3 separate regions of the Mus musculus genome follow, and all the other regions are linked to region 1. A link is a contact called in public HiChIP or PLAC-seq data. All regions are on one chromosome and are shown on one strand. Each heading gives the region's core, a stretch centred on a gene start, on an enhancer-like site or on the middle of the called end of the contact. The rest is flanking DNA. Distances are from core to core; before and after follow the strand shown.

Region 1 (4,877 bases), core at 606-3,105:
TCATAGAATAAAGACGACTAGGGGAGGAGAGCAGAGACCACAGGCCCAGGGACGCGACGTGAAGTTTGAACCCAGAGCACCCTAATTTTGTGCTCCCTAACAGATGCTTGAGAACAAAACACAAAAATCAACAACCATAGATGGAATCATGATTGACTTATGGTTTTGATTTGCACTTTCAATATTCAGTCACTCTGGACGTGATAGCATATGCCTATAATTTCAGTGAGGTAGGATGGCCAGTCTGGGCTACATAGTAAGACTCTGGCTCAAAAACGAACAACAGTAACAACAAAAAAGGAAAAGGAAAGGAGGAAGGGGAAAGAGGAAGAAGAGGAGGAGGAAAAAAAGAGAGGGGTGATGGGTTCAGTTTGCTCCCTGGGGAATATTTAGCAGTGGGTGGAAACACTTTGGTTGTTATAACAGTGCACACAGAGGGTGGACTCTGGGCAGCCCAGGCTGGCTCCTCCTCACCAACCGTCTGGAACCTTGATGTTGCCCAGTATTAAATCACAGATTCCAGGAGATCACAGATCTCAGGTTGCCTCGGATGATTTTGACTTTCTGAGCCTTTCTTTCCGAGGGCTGATATTGCAGGTGTGTGACCGTGCCTGGGTTTTATGTGGTCCCAGGGATAGAATGCAGGGCCATGTGCATTCTAAGATAGACCTCAACCAGCTGAACTACAGCCCCAAGCCCTAGTCATCTGTGCCTCTGTGTGTGTGTGTGTGTGTGTGTGCGCGCGTATGCGTGTGCGTGTGTGTGTGTGTGTGTGTGCGCGCGTATGCGTGTGCGTGTGTGTGTGTGTGTGTGTGTGTGTGTGTGTGTGTGTGTATAAGAGTATTCCGGATCAGACCCAGGGCCTTGCCTATGGTAGTCAAGCCCTGCCACTAAACTATAGCTCATATTCTTGCCTACTACTATTATTTTAATATGATTTGGTCTTTTGATTATGTTTCTAACTCTCTATGTTTTCTTTTTAAAAATGAAATGCAATCCTCACCGAGGATCGACAGTATTATTAACGTTAATGAAATGATTGCATATTTTTCTTTTTTACTTTCTCCTCTCTCACTGCACGGATGTATTAATATCTCCTTCTGAAACTTCCATTTACAATTTTAAGATTCTTTTTAGGTGCTGGGCACCTCACCCAACCTCAAGCCTCTCCCCAGAGGCCTTGGGGAAGAGGAAAGGCGAGAGCCTGCGATTGATGTCAGCGACCCGCAGAGGGAAGAGCAGTCCTGGACTCTGAAGGCAGCCCAGAAACTAATTTCTCTTAATCAGTTGTAGGGCCCCAGGAGGACCCACAAGGCAGAGGGGGAAATAAATCTGAAGGAGAAAACCAAATTCTATGAGGGGCTGGAAAGACCTGTATTTTCAAAAGGGCACCATACCTTTAGGACTTAAGCGCTGGCAGGGCCCCATCCCTGCGCAGCTATTAATATGCAAAAAATGCCTTCATAAATACTTGATTCTGCTCACAGTGGGGAGGCCGTTCATTTGAAAGGGGAAATGGGAGCTTGGAGTTGAAACACGTCTGCTTGTCTTCTTTCTCTTTTTTCATCGCTCTTTTCATCTCCACGCAACTCCCCTTGTAGTCTTCTTCCCCCTATTTCTCTGACTTCTCCCCACTTCTAACTCCAAGGAAGTTGCTGATGGCAGCTGCGGCGCTTTTTTTTTTTTTTTTTTTAAACTGATGGACTTGGCTCTGAGGCCCGGAACCTCCGGCTAGGTGTAGAAGGGGTGCCTAAGGGCCTTTACTTGAAAGTGGAACTGGGAGGCTAGAGCCCCTCACCCTTTCGGCTTTGGCCTTAGCGACGCGGCCACTGAAGACTCAGAGCAGAGGTTTTCAGTACTACCGGGAGGGGGCGCACGGGGGCAGCCTCCGGACCCCAGAGCTGAACTTGGACAGCAATACCAGACTTTCTTTCCCTCATACTTCCCAGCCTAGGTATGTGACTTCTCAAAGGTCTGTTGTTTCCAAAAGGTTCCACCTTTGGGATTCTCACTGTGACTTAAACCAAACCAAGCCAAACCAAACCAAACCTCCACCACCAACAACAAAACTAGACAAATGTATTATGTGTGAGTGACCTTACATGACCAGACCCTAAAGGATGGAGGGACGAGCTGAGTCAGTAGGGATTAAAAGAAAAGAAAGACGGGCTTAATTGCTGCTGCTACTACTGTTGCTGCAAGCCTGCTTTGTGCTTCAGAGCAAGAAAGGTCCTAGGTCCTAGAGAGGCAGGGAGGCCACTGGTTGGGCCAGTGGCCCATCAAGGTGGGTAAACTGAAGTCTGTTGGGTAGAAATTTGTTTCTAAAGCCTTTCCAGATGCTTTATGGTAAACATAAAATTAGTCATTTATGTGGAGTAGGTTGAGGAAGTAGTTAAAATCCGAGGCAGTGATTAACCTAATAAAGTGCCCTGAGCCTCAAGAAGGGGGAGGGGTGAGAGAGGCAGGAGGAAGTCCTTTGTACCCTACACCCCATTTTTCCTGGCTTGGGGACTGGTGGGGCTCCCTAGACTTTTCCTCATAAGGCTTTTCCCCTCGGGGTTCCTTTTCAAAGGCAGGCAGGCTATGGTAACACCAACCAACCAAGAAGCTCAGATGGGAACCTTTCTCCATTTGCAAAGGAGGTACAAGATATTTCCAGAGTTTGTGAACTTACCAAGGCCTTGCAGATGAACCAGGCTTGGAGCTTAAGATCCAAAGTTCAGTCTGACTGCAAAGTTCATAATTTAGTCTATAGTTAACTTGTCATGGCTGGGTCACTCTTTGAAGGGTCCTCCAGTAGAGCCATAGGGATACATGAGTTTGGACCATGCAGGGAGTATTGGTATGGCCTTTGGAGCTATGGGATTTCCAAAATATATTGTATTTTCTTAGTCACAACTCTGTAATTATTATTGCTATTGTTATTACTTAAGGTCTTCGGATCCTTTATGAAAAGTGTCTTCAATGGAGGCAAACCACACACACACACACACACAAACACACACACAGACAGACAGACAGACACACATAGTATGTGTGTGTCTGTGTTGTTTCTGAGGTTCTTCAGTAGTGGAGAAGTGGCTTAGATATGCTTTTCTTCAATGGAGGCCTGACTTGGGCCTGGTGTTTTAACCTGAAAGGTCAGTTCAAATATTGTGCAAACAGACTCATTTCTGCTCTGATTGTAAGGAAGTGCTGGGGAAAAGAGGGAAGGCCAGAAGCAGCAAGAAGTTGGAGATAAGAGGCTTGGCGAGCCTGCCCTGGAGGCTGTCTGAGAGCGGAGGGACCTAGGCAACCCCTGGAGCAGTGGTATAGCATCTGCCTCAGGAGTTCCCAGTCCCTGGATCCAGCTCTAGGAATTCCCTACTAGCTTCTCTTGAGAGACTGAAGACACTGTCACCCTCAGAGCTTCAGACAGAGGACCGCTTATCAAAAAGTCTGCACACATCCCTTGAAACATTAGATATTTCCAAGCCATTCAAATCGGCACCTTCCTTCTTCATAATTATCCTACCTGTGTGCGTACGTGTGAGTGTGTGCGTGTGTGGTGTATGTGCTCATGGGTGTGTGTGCGTGTGTATGGAGGCCAGAGATTGACATCTGGTGTCTCCCTTTATTGTTCTCCATGTTATTTGTTGAAACGGTCTCTCACTGAACCTGGAGTGCATCCATTTAGCTGGGCTGGCTGCACAATGAGCTCCAAGGATCTGCCTGTCTCCTGCTCACCTCCCACAATGCCACGATTACAGATGTTTGCAGCTGTACCTGTCAGGCTTTTTATGTGGGGTCTGGAGATCTGAACTCAGACCTTGCCTTTGTGGCAGGCTCTTTATAGACAGAGCCATCTCCCTAGCTCCTCTCCTTGATGCCTTAAAACCAACAAGCAAACAACAAACTCGATCGCTATTTTCTTTCCTGATTTGGAAGGAAAAATGTGATTCTCGGCTTGTGGCTGCTGGTGTCTGTATTCTTATTCTAATTCTGACTTTGCAGAAGTCTGGGAAAAGTCAGCTCTGCTTCTTCACACACACACCACAATCCAGATTCCAAGCTTGAGAGTAAAGAAACCTGGTGACGGTACAGTTTACCTGCTCATTTTACTGATGAGACAAATGAGGCCCAAGGAGATGAAGAGGCTCACTCAGGGTCACACAGCAAGTTAGGACAAGAATCCCAGACAAGTCTTGACTCCCAGTGTTGTGCTCATTCACAGTCAATACTGTACCTGACTCTCTGCAGCTTGAGCCAAACGTGAGGAGGTTTCATAAAGATTTCCATGAAGACTGGCTCCGGCTCCAGCGTTTGCTGCAGTGAAAGTCGGAGAGAAAGGGCATCGAGGTGTCAGATCTAGGTCTCATGAACTTTCATACGAACCATAACCATATGTGCTCAGCTCATGCACATTAAAGATTATAAGCCCACACCTATAGCATTCCCAGGTATAACCCATAGTGTCTGGAAATATGTCTAAACACCTTGTTGAGTGGGGTTAAGCTTTATATTCAAATTTAGACCTTCTTGTTTTGATTGGTATTTAAAAGAACAAAAGTAGATTCTTTGTGCTATCGGAATTCAGATAAAGCTGACATTAAAAAGGAAATATTGATGGGGAAAAAGTGCTGATGCTGTTGAATATAAATTTTGTATGACCACACTTTGCTGAAATAGGAAAATGCTTCTGAAAGCTTTCAGGGAGAGATTAGAGATTTCCCCTGCTCCTCAGAGGTGGAGGCCAAATAGGAGATGGAGAGAGAGAGAGAGAGAGAGAGAGAGAGAGAGAGAGAGAATGAATATGATGTAGCAGAGAGAGGCAATGGCCATTGTGTCTGTGGGACATGATGGCACCCTCCACATGAGCCAGCGTGGCATTAGCCTGC
Region 2 (4,877 bases), core at 1,766-4,265, 210 kb after region 1:
AAAGCCCTACCTCTTGACCAGGCCTGCCTTTCTTCCTACTCCGGTTCCTGTCCACTCTGCTGCCCCCGATCATTCATGAGAATCTTCTCCACCCCAGATGTAGCCTCTGGCACTTCAAAAAATCCCAGCGCAACTTGGAAAGACATGTGCGTTTAGAGTGCATGGACAACTCAATAGGAGTTCCCTGCTTTCTGGGTTCCACCCTCACTCCCGTCACTCTTACTTTGGGGTTCGTCTCTCTCTGGAAAAGGTCTGAAGTAGACATAGAGTTAACACAACTCACCTCTGGTGTGTCTATGAGCGAGAGCTTGGCATTAGTTAGAAACTTGGTTGCCAGCGGCCTCCTCCTCATCTTCTGCTCCCTCTTGCCAATAAAATGACCCATTTAAAGCAGATTTTTCTGATTAACAGGCTTCTTATAAATGGCTTCAGCTGTACTTGTTGATTTATATGGCTCAGGGAGTGTTGCTCAGCTGCAGGCCTCCTCCTTTGTCCAGGGTCCCCTGTGAATCACCATGCCCTGGTGATGTGGTGACAGGGCACAACATCCTCCGAGGGGCATCTCCACAAGAATGTGTGTCTCTTTTCTCTTCAAATTCTAACTGTGGAAATGTCCAAACAAACAAAGTTCAAAAAAAAAGATGTACTAATAAAACCCTTTGTAAGCCCAGTGGTGGTGGTGGTAGTGCACACTTTTAATCCCAACACTCCTGAGGCAGAGGCAGGCCAATTTCTGAGTTCCAGCCTAGCCTGGTCCACAGAATGTATTTCAGGACAGTCGCGGCTATGCAGAGAAACCTTGTATCCAAAACAAACAAACAAACAAACAAATAATGGAAACAAACCAAAAAATCCAAGCCCTTTATGAACTGTCACCTGCCGATTATGTTTGGTACCCTTGCTGCCTCTCAAACTGCCATCTATTGAGATTATTTGAAGTCATTATTTAATCCATGGATATTTCAGCATATTTTCTAAACAGTAAAGACGATCTTGACTTTAACATAAGCACAATACTATTATTACATCTAAAAACATCAACAATAATTCCTGAATATTAACTGATAGCCACCCAGGTTTCAAAACTTCCTGGTTGTCTCATCAATGTCGTCTTGTATTTAAATTCATTTAAGTCAAACTCCAACACTTGCATGGTGCTATGAACTTGCAATCCCGGCCCTAGGGAGGCGGAGAAGAAGAACGTGGGTTTAGGACAGCCTAAATGTTGGTGTTGTCTAAATAAAACAATCCAGTCATTTCTCAATTACTTTTAATTAATGTGATGACTCAAGTGGTTTTCTAAAAAACAATACCTTTCTCTCTCTCTTTTTTTTTTCTTTCTCTCTTGCCTCCAGGGTCACCTTGATAGGGATGTTGCCAAAATATGTGCTCACTGCGTCTTCAGCAATAAAGAAATCCTGAAAGACTTTACTGATACTGGAATGGGGTTATTCCCATGGGCACTGCCCTAGTCCGGGCCTGTACCTGTTGTACCTGGAGATGCTCTAAGACCCTAGGCTAAATCATCTTCTTCCAATACTGGTTGTCACACTGTGGCCCCAGAGCACTGAGTAGTTACCAGTCCACGCATGCCAGTCTCTCACATTTATTAACACACAAGTGTCTACCACAAGGTGGTGGATCTGCCATCCACAGGCTATCACTTAAAGAGGAAGTGGGCAGACAGCTGAGGCTACTCATCCCGGTGGGTAGGATTGGGTGCCAGCTGACTGAAGGCCAGACCTATTTGTCTAAACTTGGAGGGGCCTTGCATGGCCGTGCAAGATGTTTAGAGGGAAGGATCAGCCGGAGGCGCCTTTAGTCCCGGAAAGGGTGTGACTTGGGGGGAGGGGGCTCCAGGGACCTTGTGATCTCCTGTGGAGCCCCTTTTTCTGCGCTGACCTTGCTGCTATCCAGAAGGAAGGCAACGAACAGGCTTTCTCTTCTCGCCCTTTCACAAGTCCACACAAACCATTACTGGCAAACACTGGAAAGCTGACACAAATACCAAGTCCATACACCCTCAGACTCACAACACAAACTCAACACAGCCCCATCAGTATCACAGACTTGTATAGATACACAGACCACACACACACACACACACTTATTTGTTTATTTTATGTATATGAATGCTCTGTTTTCATGCATAGCAGAAGATGGAATCAGATTCCATTACAGATGATTGTGAGCCACCGTGTGGTTGCTGGGATTTGAACTCAGGACCTCTGGAAGATCAGCTGGTCCTCTCAGCTGCTGAGCCATCTCTCCAGCTCCCAGCAGGTTTTCTTAAATCCTGGAAAAGATAAAAAGCTTTGGAGTGCCTGAAGACTTGGGGAGTCTGGTTGGGGCATACAGTGAGCAAAGCCAGCCTGGGGAAGGTGTAGCAGGGCCAGGAGCCTGCTGGTTAAATAGCACTGACTCCAGTTCTGGCTAGGAGAGGCTCTCATCTGTGGTTCTAAGCGATAGAAAACCACCAACTGCTAGCAAGATAATCCAATTTCCTTCCTCCAAGGCTGGAAGAGGACTGCCTTGGCCTCCTGCTCCAACTTCCTGCTGGGTCTCAGTCTGCTTAGGACTCTTTACCCCTCCAGCAGAATGCATATCAAAGCCCCAGGCCCCCAGGGTTCATTAGGAGGCATTTATTTCTGCATATTCGTGGAGGGCAGGAGGGAGGACAACTTGATTCGCAATGCAAATTGCTTGGCTGTAATTTCAACTCTCCCTCCCTTCTCACAGGGAGATTTTGCAGGTCATTAAAAATATATGATTGCCTCCAAAATAGCAGTGACAGCTGCCCGCTTGTGGTGGGCCAGGTGCTCGAGTCGGAAGGCCACTGAATGATGTCCGGTGGATTCTCCCAGAGCACGTGGGGCCAAGCGTTCACTGCCTGCATCTGGAGTCCAGATCGCGGGGCTAGTGAACCGGCTCAGAGCGGTCTGGGATTCACCCTCGTTTGTCTTCTGCTCAATTCTGCCTTCCGCTGCTCTGGGGCAGGCAGGGCAATTGTTTTCATCCCTGAGCCCACGGTTTCCTCCCCAAGGATGGGGATGAATAGAGGGCTGATGTTTAGTGGCTGGCACAGAATAGGTGGGTGGTCTGCTGTGGGGGCCAGCACTCCCCTCCACAGGCTTGTTACCACCACCCAATAGCACAGTACTTTCTTTATCCCTTGGCCCCTCCCCAGAATTGGATACTGGAATCCACCAAGGGGAGGAAGAACTGCTTAGGTCTTCTGGTCATAAGTCCTCACTTGGTTTTTCTTCCCCATGCTGCTCGGGTTAAGAAACTCCAGGCCTTTACCCTAAACTTGAATGATTCTGTAGATAGGGGTGTGCTGGGAAAAGGAGCAGAGCTTCTGTCTTAGTTACTGTTTTGCTGCTGTGACAAAACACCATGACCAAGCCAATTTGTAATCTTGAAGAACCGCCAAACTTTATTCATTCCCAACCACAGTTATTCTTTTTTTAAAAAAATTATTTTTAAAATATTTATTTATTTATTATAATTTTTGGTTTTTTGAGACAGGGTTTCTCTGTATAGCCCTGGCTGTCCTGGAACTCACTCTGTAGACCAGGCTGGCTTCGAACTCAGAAATCCACCTGTCTCTGCCTCCCGAGTGCTGGGATTAAAGGCTTGTGCCACCACTGCCCAGCTAAAATTTTTATTTATTTTATGTATGTAAGTACAAAGTTACTCTCTTCAGACACACCAGAAGAGGGCATCAGATTCCATTACAGATGGTTGTGAGCCACCGGTGGTTGCTGGGAACTGAACTCAGGACCTCTGCAAGAACAGTCAGTGTGCTTAATTGCTGAGCCATCTCTCCAGCCTGCCAATTTGTAAACACACACACACACAAACACTCACACACACACACACACACACACACACACTTTAATTTGATGACTAACAGTTCCAGAATGTAAGTCTGTGACCATCATGGCAGGGAACATGGCAGCAGGCTTTCTGGAATGGTTTTGGAGGTTACATATGATCCATAATCGAGAAAGAGGGGGGGGGGGAGAGAGAGAGAGAGAGAGAGAGAGAGAGAGAGAGAGAGAGAGAGAGAGAGAGAGTCCTGCTAATGGGAATGTCATGTCCTTTTGAAACCTCAAAGACTGCCCCCATGACACACCTTTTTTAAGCAAAGCCACACCTCCCAATCCTTCCCAAACAGTCCCACCAACTGAGGACTAAGCCTTCAAACCACCTCAGGCCTTTTGGATGAGAGCTCCCATCCAGCCAGTAAAAGAGACTGGTAGAAGGAAACTGTTCCTCCATGAGTCTGAGGAGTGAACCTGGGATTCTCCTGGGAGGGCCTTTTAAGCCAAGGTCAGCGGTGTCCCAGGATGCCACAGCTTGAGCATCAGGGACACGATGCTCTGGTTCAGTAATGAAGCCACAACCATGGACAAGCACATACTGCTGTGTGCAGTGTGAGAGGGAAGCCAGACATTTGAAGAGTTAACACTACCTGTTTGTTTCACTTTAGTTTTGATTTTTGGTGTTATGAGGTTAAACCCAGGACCTAATCCACATTAAAGTACTTTACCTCCAGGTCTAATTCATATTTTAAAGGTGCAAATATATGTGTGTGTGTGTGTGTGTGTGTGTGTGTGTGCGCGTGCTGGATAGTTTTATGTCAATTTGAATCAGCCTCCATAAGATCTGGTGTTGGGGCATCTTCTTAATGAATGATAAATAGAAGAGGGCTCGGTCCATTGTGGTGGTACCATCCCTTCATTGGCAGTCCTGGCTTCTATGAAAAAGCAGACTGAGTAAGCCACAGGAAGCAAGCCAGTAAACAGCATTCCTCTATGGCCTCTGCATCAGCTTCTGCCTCCAGGTTCCTGTCCTGGCCTACTTTAGGAACA
Region 3 (4,877 bases), core at 1,359-3,858, 140 kb after region 1:
GTGACTAAGATCCTGGCTCACTGGTGGGTCAGGTGGTGAAGAACTTACCAGCAGCCTCAGATCCCACAGGAAGCCCGAGAAAGACAGGAGTGGGTGCCAGAGGGCCTTTCCCCACTGTGGTCACCACTGGGCTGGGCTGCCCACAGCACTGCAGCTGGGCTGCTCACCGCGGGAGTGCAATGGGCATGGGATGGAGAGCCACGGCCTAGCAGGCACACAGAGCTACCCACCACCACCACACGCAGATCCTGGTAACCCACCCAGCTTGGTGGGGTTCATGAAGAGGGACAGCGGAGGCACCTTCCCTGACAGGACACTGTAGCCCGTTCCGTTAAAGTTAAATAAGTGCACATTTCTTCTAAGCACAGTGCCGCACCGATGGCGTGTCTCTCTTCAGAAGAGGGCTGTGTAGGGTCTAGCTGAGCTCACTGTCTCCACATCGGAGAAATAACCAATCGGGGCTCCAAGGGTGGGGGAGATAAAGTTTCTCTGTCAGGGTAGAGACTTAGAAACTGACTTCAAAGACAAGAAAGGGGTGCCGTTGTTAAAGCCTGGGCCTCATAGGCCGGCCTCATTCCCAGGGAACACTTAATAAACCAAGTCTGCCTACTGGAACCTCCATGCTCTTTGATCAGTAGCACCTGCAGGCTCCGGGCTTGCGGCTTAGCGGTGCTTTGGGGATGTCTCTCATGGGTTAGCCCTGGATTGAGTCGGGGCTTCGTCCATTCTCTGGAGAGTTCTCCCAACCTCCCTAAACAGTTTTAGATCCAGAGGCCATCCCCCCCCCCACCTCCCCCCAACTTGGAATCTGTCTGCATTACTTGTGAGCACAGGCTTTCCCATGAAGACTGTCTGTCCTCCTCAGAGCCCAAGACTGTGCAGGCCTGAAAGCAGAGAGAGACCGTCCCAGTCAGGAAGAATCCATACCTGGCCCTTCTCTCTTCAGCAGCCTGCTTATCATGTTTCTAGGAAGGAAGGAAAGAGGGGGAAAAAAGTAATTTCCCAGAAGAGCCCAGAGAAGAGAGTTAAATAAAGCCTAGGCCTCCAGGTACTTTGCAACAATCTATTAGGCTTTTGACCCTTCGAATATAGCTTCCCCTGCTACTTCTTTTTGTACTTTCTTGCCAACAAAGTATATCAAAATGGGGGAAAACACGAAATAAAATTAAGCTCATAAATTTGACACTCTCCCTTGCTTGTTCTTAGGAGTCGCCAAGAATTTATGCCCACGTTTCTATTTTATCTGCAACGGTAAGTTTATTTTCCCTGGAAGGGAAGTTCCTTCAGCAGAGGGTAATTTAATTTTGTTAGTAACCAGACACATTCTGTTTAGATTTGGACTCCTTTTAAAGCGATCGCTTTCTATCAATCACTCATCTCCAGCAAGCTTGGATTATGGACCCTGTTAAACTGGGGCCGTCTGCCTATTGATGCTTTGGTGACCAGCAAGGGACAGACGCCTTATCTACAGCAGTGTCCCAGAGAGAAATATTATCAATATCCACAGGTTAATTAGCAGGAAATGGTCTGGCCACAGCTCTCCTGCCACGTGGCCTCCCTGCCCCCATGGGACCCAATGCCGCCTTCCTCGTGAATGGCCGTTATTGGACATTGCCGAAGGGAGAAAATTCCAGCAATAGTGAAAACATCACTTTCCACTCCATTGCTAGAAGCCAAACACAGAAACCATATTCAAAGAGTTCTTTGTCCACAAGATAGCGAGGAACCAGAAACTTGTTCAGCCAGATTCTCTTGTTACAATTTACTGCTTCATCGGGTGGGGGCAGGGGCAGACGAGACTCTCCGGTCGATAAAAGGAAGATTCCCGTAGGAAGCCTGGCATCTCCAAGTGTGTGGGTTTTTTTCCTTTTTTTTTTTTAAAATGCCTTCCTCTACCCGAACCTCAGCCTCCAGTGTAGAAAATGAGGGTGCTCACTCGGAGCTGGAGGATTGTGGACCAGTAACCACACAGGAGCACACCAGTGGTGACTTCCAAATTGGACCCAGGAAGGTGCCAAGAGCAGCCCTATTTAGAACACCTTCTCTCCGGGGGATTAAAGGTGGGAACCTAGGCCGGAAGGGATTGGGGGAGAGGGAAAGGATGGACAGACAGCTACCTCCCTGCAAAGCATTCTTGAGAGAACAATCGCCTTTGTTTTCAGCCGGCTGACAGTTGCTTGGGAAGAGCAGCTGGATCAGGGCTTAGGGCAGGTTATAGCCTGCGTGTACATGTGAGGTCTCCTGGTGACCAAGGGCCCAGGTGGGTGAACCTGGAATGTTGATGCTAAAGCAGGGCTGAGGGGGTGTTTGCCTCATTGTCTGCAGGCCGGCACCCCTTGCTCTCCTTGCACTGGCTTCTGAAGGTTCCACCAGCTACCACCTCCCAGAGAATTCCTGCTTCCACCAGAGGAGGATGCTTGATGCAAACTGATGGTCTGCCTGGAAGTGGCTTTGGTCCACAACTACCTGGAGAATCAAAAAACAAAGCAAAACAAAACAAAACAAAACAAAAAAAACCCACAAAACAGATTCCCCAGGGATCCTTTGAGTCGGAATCTCAGTGGGAAGGCTGCCTGAGGATTGTTTTTCTAAAGCCTCTCCTCAGGTACGGAGGTGGTACGGAAACTGAAGACTTATAAAGACCTTTCTAGCATGAATACAGTCTTTGTTGTGCTTTAAACCTGCAAATGCTTGTTAACTAGTTGGAATTCCAAATCCACAAACTGGCTAAACTTCTGTGGGCCTGAGTGGTATCTGGGGCGGATTCTTCTGACCGGTATCTTTCCTAAGATGGGCCAGGAGGGCCTTCCCCCTGGATTCTTTCAGACTTTTGAGCTCCTAGCACAGGGACTCAGTAGCTTTGGGCTTATGTTGCCAAGATCTGACGCCTTAGAAGGGGTAGACATGGCTGACACAGGGAGGAGGGAGAACAAGTCCCCCTACTTGCCCAAGCCCAGAGTGTTCCTACAGCTTCTGTCTGATGGCTCCTGCCTGATGCCCTCCCAATCAACTGTCTCTCTTTCATCCCCCACTTTCCCCTGAAACCCTCTCCTGCTTCCTTAGGACTTATTTCCTCGTATTCCCTGCAGTCCATAGGCATTCACGCTTACGGCCTTTAAAGCGGATCTTTTCGACTTACATATTCTTGCTCAACGTATATTGTATCTCAGTCATCAATTCATTCAACACATGTTTGTTGAGTTTCCTGCTTTGTGCCAGACTTTTGTGGGCCACATTGGTGAACAAACTTGACAAAGACCCTTGCTCTCATGGGATGCATATTCTAACAGGATGATACACATTTACTTATGGGTTTAAAAGAAAGAAAGGACTGCAGGGCTGGAGCCCGGTTGGTAGAGCTAGGCTAATACACACAAAGCACTGGGTTTTCATCCCCAGCAGCACAAAAACACTATGGCAGCACACATCTGTAACTCCAGCGGTCAGGAGGCAGAGGCAAGAGCACCAGAAGTTCCAGGTTCAAGGCCATTATTTGGTTTCAGATCCTGGGACAAGGGACTGAGGGGCATATTCTACAAAACAGACCTGGCCTCCAGGTTCTCCCAGCATCCCTCAGTCCCGACCTGGCATACCCTGCCCCCAACCTCTAACTTTTCAGCCTCTGGGCTGCTCCCCAACCCAGGCTCCTCCCTATATAACCCAGGCTTGTTTTCTTTCTTTCTTTCTCCCTCCCTCCCTCCCTCCCTCCTTCCCTCCTTCCCTCCCTCCCTCCTCCCCTCTCTTCCCACTCCCTCACTCCCTCCCCCCAAGACAACATTGAGGCCAGTGAATTCACCTGAGAGCAGCTTCCCAACAAACCCGCCTTTAATATATTCCGATCTGGCTCGAATTGGCTCCTCTCACCAGCAGAGAAATAACCTATCAGCCATTCTCAACAGCATTCTGGCTGAGGCCAGCGTGGGTGGGATCTCAGACTCTGTTAAGAAGCAAAAGACAATGAAGAAGAAGGCCTAGTGGTAGTGTTTGCTCAGCATGCTCAAGGCTCTGGGTTCAGTGCTCAGCACCTGAAAACAAATACAGAAAAGAAAGAAATTACCAACACGAATGCTTTGCATGGTGGCCTGTACAACAACTCACTGCGTTCAGGAGGCAGAGGCAGGAGGATCACCGCAGCTTTGAGGCCAGCTTAGTCTGTATGTAGGCCAGCCAGGGCTACAAAGTGAGACCCTGTATACTCCTTTTCTCTGTTTACAAAGGAAAGTTATCAGTAGATTGGAAGGTGGTAATTGTTATGATAAACATAATTTGGAAGAGGGAAGCGATGACTGCCACCCCAGTGGAGGAAGCTGGACCACTTGCTATGCTCAAATGTTGATGTCCGTCTGTATCTTTTATTTCCATAAATGCCTTTGGAATTTATTTTTTTTACCTTTTGCGTTGTTGTTGTTATTCTTACTTAGTACCACATTTTAAAGGTCCTCTCCAAGCTGTTATAAGTATATTTAATTTACCGCTTCTAGTTTTGTGCCACATTCTATGACGTGACTTTACCGTACTTATCCATTCTCCCAGTGGCCTACTCTTGGATGGCTTCCAGCTTCCTATTTGATCAACATTATCACCTGCTAGATTCATAGCCAGGAGCAGAGCCGCTTGCTGTAATTTCTTCCTCTACCTAAATTGCCAAAGCAGTTCACGGTCCCACCAGCAAGTGCAGGGTCCTTGATCTCCTACCCCTGCCAACACTTGACATTACCCAGCTCCTAGACTTTTTGCAGGAGCAGGCTGGCTTCTGCTGTGAGTGCCATGCTGAAGTGGCATCCTGTTGTTGATTTCTAGGGTTTCTTGTTTCCCAGGCCGGCCTCAGCTTGCATCTTCACTTCCGCCAATTCTACTTCCTTCTAACTGCCAATTCA

The links. HiChIP or PLAC-seq counts read pairs in DNA pulled down with a chosen protein or histone mark.
Region 2: an H3K4me3 HiChIP or PLAC-seq map of embryonic stem cells shows a contact between it and region 1, with 22 read pairs. The contact joins two enhancer-like sites. A contact is called at or near these places in 11 of 484 Hi-C or Micro-C datasets (the AML12 cell line, bone marrow-derived macrophages, brain and 4 more), 12 of 115 datasets of contacts at active chromatin or transcription factors (bone marrow-derived macrophages, embryonic basal ganglia, embryonic stem cells and 4 more) and 3 of 9 other capture datasets (adipose tissue, embryonic stem cells and liver).
Region 3: an H3K27ac HiChIP or PLAC-seq map of embryonic stem cells shows a contact between it and region 1, with 19 read pairs. The contact joins two enhancer-like sites. A contact is called at or near these places in 2 of 15 datasets of contacts at CTCF or cohesin (the NIH/3T3 cell line and pro-B cells), 18 of 484 Hi-C or Micro-C datasets (B cells, the C2C12 cell line, the HL-1 cell line and 11 more), 12 of 115 datasets of contacts at active chromatin or transcription factors (acute myeloid leukemia, bone marrow-derived macrophages, embryonic basal ganglia and 5 more) and 2 of 9 other capture datasets (adipose tissue and liver).

The regions. Positions count from the first base shown.
Region 1 is chr1:59,581,824-59,586,700 of GRCm38.p6, reverse strand. Gm973 (predicted gene 973) reads right to left here. Exons shown (of 19, transcript NM_001357842.1): 10 at 4,226-4,305. Gm39648 (a long non-coding RNA gene) reads left to right here. Exons shown (of 3, transcript XR_865454.2): 3 at 7-303. Among named protein-coding and RNA genes, the nearest start is that of Gm39648, 12 kb to the left of the region's middle. Within about 2 kb of position 1,855, at least 19 of the 459 cell types and tissues checked have an H3K27ac peak or open chromatin away from gene starts, as enhancers often do. A contact at or near this core is called in embryonic stem cells, where this site is marked.
Region 2 is chr1:59,374,384-59,379,260 of GRCm38.p6, reverse strand. No RefSeq gene overlaps it. Among named protein-coding and RNA genes, the nearest start is that of Gm51625, 8.4 kb to the right of the region's middle. Within about 2 kb of position 3,015, at least 47 of the 459 cell types and tissues checked have an H3K27ac peak or open chromatin away from gene starts, as enhancers often do. A contact at or near this core is called in embryonic stem cells, where this site is marked.
Region 3 is chr1:59,446,407-59,451,283 of GRCm38.p6, reverse strand. No RefSeq gene overlaps it. Among named protein-coding and RNA genes, the nearest start is that of Gm33774, 9.8 kb to the left of the region's middle. Within about 2 kb of position 2,608, at least 54 of the 459 cell types and tissues checked have an H3K27ac peak or open chromatin away from gene starts, as enhancers often do. A contact at or near this core is called in embryonic stem cells, where this site is marked.